Linked DNA regions of Ctenopharyngodon idella: region 2 is linked to region 1. Evidence: chromatin contacts called from public Hi-C data. All regions are on one chromosome and are shown on one strand. The core of a region is the stretch at or near the end of the contact, and the rest is flanking DNA. Distances in the headings are between cores, read along the strand shown. Region 1 holds the start of scamp2l (secretory carrier membrane protein 2, like). Region 2 holds the start of myo9aa (myosin IXAa).

Region 1 (2,551 bases), core at 15-2,514:
ACCCCTTAAATGTCACCCTTTTAGAGTATAGATGTGAAAATGCACTATCCAAACTTAAATGGTTGTAATTCATGAATGTTTTGGAATACAGAACTAAGGTTGGTCTCTTTTCTAAACAAGACACTCAGCAGATTATTGCTGAAATTAAAGTGTAAAAAAGTAATATTTGCTCTATATGGAAACTTGTTTCTGCCATGAAATAAAAAAAGGCAATTACGAGTTTATATCTTACAATTCTGACTTTTTTCTCAGAATTGTGAGATATAAAGTCAGAATTGCATGATAACTTGCAATTGCGAGGAAAAAAGTAAAAATTGACACTATATCTGAAATTCTGACTTAACTCGCAATTCTGACTTTATAACGCAATTCTGACTATATCTCTTTCAATTCTGACTTTATATCTCGCAATTCTGATTTTATATCTCGCAATTCTGACTTTATAACTCGCAATTCTGATTTTATATCTTTCAACTGATTTTATCTTTCATTTCTGACTTTATAACTCGCAATTCTGACTTATATCGTTCAATTCTGATTCTCACAATTCTGACTTTATATCTTTCAATTGATTTTATCTTTCAATTCTGACTTTATATCTCGCAATTCTGACTTTTATATCGTTCAATTCTGACTCTCGCAATTCTGACTTTGTGTCTTTCAATTCTGACTTTATATCTCACAATCTGACTTTATAACTTGAAATTCTGACTTAATATCATGCAATTGTGAGTTTATATCTCGCAATTCTGAGTAAAAAGACTGCGAGAAAAAAATGTCAGAATTGTGAGAATTCACAATTATCTTTTTTTTTAATTTAGTGGTGGAAACAAGATTCGATAACTCCACAATTACTATAAATTCAAAAATGTCTAACCAAGTTGTTCCACATTTGAAGTTGATATCACAAAAATTAAAGTTCCTATGAGATTTTGTTTAGGTGCTATACCAAAAATAGCCACCGGGTGACATGCATATTACATTGAATTTTATGCATTCACTCATATCACAAAACAGTCGCCAAATATGGAACTTTGAGTCTCAGACCTTTCCGACGATATGTGTTTTGTCAAGACCAGGAAAAAGTTTTTATTATAAAAGTTAAAATATGTAATATGAAACATAACACCGCCCACTAGTGGGAGGAGTCCGCATGATAACGCAATGTCTAATTCAAAAAAGTTAAATTTTGAGTGTTTAAGCTTTGGAATGATACCTAATTTAGGGGGTTAACAAAAGAATGAATCTGGCCTAAGGGAATTGTAATTGTGTGAGAGCTGTTCAACCTGCCTTACTGCTGCCAAAGGAGCCGAGTTATTTTGATTTGACCAGAGATATATATAGAGAGAGAGAGACTGAATTGAAGGTGTTTTGGCAGGTTTAAAAAAAAAAAAAAACTTTTGCAGGTCTCCAAATAATACCATAAATGTTACGTTATTGCACGTTTAGTAGTATAACTCTACATCAGAACTCAAGAAGTATTCATTTCACGCAGTGTAAGTAGAGCTGGAACATGAGATCCAAACTAGATCGCTAACCCTGCGGTGGCGTGACGACTGGTTGCATCGCGCATGCGCAGCGAGGTGTGTGCGCTCAGGGAGTTGCGCTGGCAGGTACACAGAGCACGAGAACACCTGTGCTAGCCGCAAGACAAAATGTCTGGATTCGATAGTAACCCCTTTGCCGAACCAGTTGATGTCAACCCTTTTCAGGTAAATACCTAATGATTTATTATGTCTTTAGTCGTAATATGTAATTTGTTACCGGAGTTTTTTACCCCACTCTAAACCTGTTTGTTTGGTTCGGAGTCACTGGGGTAAGGAGAGATTGACAGGCGCTCAGCCAATCAAATTTCACAGTTGGGAAGACAAGCCAATCACCTTCCGATGACGATACAGGAAGTGTTAATTTGTTTTAAGTTGTCTTTATTTATTTTTTAAGTTGTGTTTAAATATAACAACTGAGTTTTTGCTACGGTTGTGACCATAATAACAGTGTTCATCATTATGTAGAGAACAAAAGCATTTTTCTTCAAAACGATCCGTCACTTCACGCGATAAGTGTACAAATCCAACAGGTGCATCTTATTTACCGTGTCGCCTACATTTGCGAATTATAATTGGCCTACCAAAAATGAAAAGAAAAAAAAAAGATGGGAAAAACACACTGTGGCATTATGGTATCAGATGGGAAGATTTTATGATACATGACACTCCAAAGTATTTTCAAGAATTCCTTGGCGCATGTCCAAAAACCGTTCATAACATACAAAGTGTTAAATAAATAGTCATATTTCATGTTCCTGTCAGGATCCATCAGTTACTCAGGTGACCAACACTGCAGTTGATGGCGTGGGAGAGTTTAACCCGTTTACGGCCGGTGCTCTGGTAAGCATGAGTTTCATCTTCATCTTCATCTTCATCCTGCAAATCACGAAGCATTTCTCAATTCCTGCTCTTAGCTTTATACCTAGTCAAATAAATGAGTACAAATCTAAAGGAATGTGTTCAGGATCATATTTCTCTGTCATAATTTGGAACCAAAATGATCG
Region 2 (2,551 bases), core at 32-2,531, 140 kb before region 1:
TAAATAAAATGAAACCGGAAACCGAGGGTAATGCGGGTATGACGCAATTGACAGGCGACTCCTCACGTGTCCCGGAGCCTTGGTTAAAATTGCAATTTTCTCACGATCTACAGATAAAATTATAATGAGAATATTAAATTGTATGTAGCCTATATGACAGACGTGCACTGTACATGTTAAACTTAACTGTATTTTCCTTTTTGAAGTGATTTCAATCATATTTCAAACTATTCAAACCCATCATGGTGAACAGTGCACATCTGAAGTGTCTCAGCTGAAGGAAATAATCCATTATTTATCGGCTTTAATATATCGGCCAAATTTTCTTATTGGGCCGCTAACGATAACATTAAAAATGAACATATCAGCCGATACCGGTACAGTGTTAGAGTTTTTTTTTAAAATTAAAATATAAAAAAACTTTGCAGGATTTACGATACAGATGAACATTAAAACGCGTCATCACGGTCTGTGAAAAGGGCCTATTGGTGGATCTCATTTGACTGACAGGTTGCCCCGCCCTCGCGCCAATAAACACATCATTAGAAAGAAAAGAGATGTGGCTGCAAGAGGGAGGGGAAGTTATTTTGATTCAAGATTGCAAAGCACATGAATAATAATGTGCATGGATAAATAATTTATAATAAATACTGCAATACTCAATAAAAAAACAAAACAAAACAAGAATAGTCTATTTTGATTTCCTACTGACTTTAACTCTTTATTTCTGATAATGTACCAGTCTACTAACACAATACTTTTCGCCAATAAAGTACTTTCTGTTTTTCTTGCCACTCTAATTGCATTTACTTTACTTCAAGTACATCCTCTGGCTGCTTGTATTATATGTAGGTAACTTTAAAATATTAGACTGTTATTTTGTACTTGAAGTACAACTGTCTCATCGCTCAGATCACCACTGCACTGCGCGCTGACACAGGCCAAACAAACACAACGATTCCAAAGCAAATACATTTCAAAGTTCTCCGAATTCTTCATCTGTTTAATAATAACATTGACAACATATAGTTTGTTACCTTGCAAAAGAAACAGTCCCCAAAGTAAGCTCGCATAACGTCCACTTTCCCCTACCACAAGCGCAGTGAGGGCAGGTGCCGTAAACCATTAACTGTTGTGATAGAAAAATGTCGCGCTTCTACACGTTTTGCGACAGTGTTGAGGGGCACGCCTCTTTCCAATGCCACACTGTGATTGGCTTATCGCAACGTGACGACACTGCCTCACTGAAAGGCAGCCACCGCCCATCGCCGCAGCTGACCCCGCCCATCCCCCGATTCCAAGAGCCGCAGCGAGTACGCGCAGCGCGCGTCTGGACACTGATGAGAAGCAGCACTGATTAAGCAGAAAAAACAGAAAGGAGTTTAAGCGAGCGACTCCCACGAGAAAAGAAGCGCCGCACTGTTCGGGAAATTTCAATGGGAAGAAGACTGTAGTCATTTTTGAATCAAAATGGCAGAGTGGCGCGCATGTTCGGACACGGGAAAGTTGCAACGGATAATTTGAGAGAGACAATTCTGGGATATTAGTGGACTCGAGCTGCGCTGCTGGATTTGATCTGTCCTTAAAGGAGAAGTGGATTTTTACACTGAACTCAAGAGAGGTGTGTTGAAATTATTTACACTTATGCTGCTTTCGGCGAATTACACAAACAAACTTATCGCTGTCGTTTACCATGACCCCGATGTTGACTCGAAGTTTCCCCGCATCTCCTGCTTTATGTCTACGGTTACTCAGGACGTGCGCGCGCTCACTCGTGGCATACGTGCAACACTATATTGTGATATTTCTTTTGCTTCAATGTCATTAGCATAACCAGTGAATGGGGTAACTAGTATAATTGTGCCAGGACAACTTTAAACTGACGCTTAAATAAACCCCTTTTTAAGGTGTGACAGATGTCATGGGTGGAGGTGATGATGATGATGATGATGGTGCATGTATTATTAAGGACTCACTTCAGCGCCAGTACTGCAGTAATCATGTGCCAAATCTGCACAGTCATCCGGACCCAGAATGTTTCATTTTGCTCTCATGCACTGCTCTCTCTCTCTCTTTTTCTGTGTTTTTAGAGATAAAGTGGTCCTAAAAGTATGTCAACGCTTTAAGTCAGAGTTAAAGGTGTGTGCATGTCATTGCAATTAAATGGCAAGATATCAAACCAAATGATGCTCCAGCTTTTTTTTTTTTTCCCCCTTGCATGACTTTTAACCATCTGGTGTCGCAGTGATTTTTATGACGTCAGTTCACTCAGGTGAGTAACCACAGGTGCACTTCATCAACATGTAACATTTCACTACCACAAAGTGTCCAGAAAGTGCACGAAAAGTGTTTGTGCTCTTAAAAATAAATACCACTTGGTTTGATACTTGCGGTTCATTCATTTAGAAATGCTGTTTGGGATCACTTTACATTTTCTCAGGGCTGATTTTGTTTTGTCGAAGTATTTTGGAGCTATTAAGGGGAAAGTTTGCTCTGATTGGTGCCAGTGTTGTTGGTTTTTCCCAGCATGCAGCACAGGTGATCAGAGGAA

What was found. Hi-C and Micro-C count contacts between places; a contact is called where the count stands out from the background.
Region 2: a contact with region 1 is called in a Hi-C map of muscle, with 3 times the contacts expected there. The contact joins the promoter of myo9aa here to the promoter of scamp2l in region 1. A contact is called at or near these places in 2 of 2 Hi-C or Micro-C datasets (both in muscle).

Annotation. Positions count from the first base shown.
Region 1 is chr7:46,812,241-46,814,791 of HZGC01, reverse strand. It overlaps scamp2l (secretory carrier membrane protein 2, like), which reads left to right and starts at 1,264. Exons shown (of 9, transcript XM_051901341.1): 1 at 1,264-1,712; 2 at 2,310-2,387. The coding sequence starts at 1,656.
Region 2 is chr7:46,956,579-46,959,129 of HZGC01, reverse strand. myo9aa (myosin IXAa) reads left to right here and starts at 1,281. Exons shown (of 44, transcript XM_051899197.1): 1 at 1,281-1,621. senp8 (SUMO peptidase family member, NEDD8 specific) reads right to left here and starts at 1,186. Exons shown (of 2, transcript XM_051899198.1): 1 at 1,038-1,186.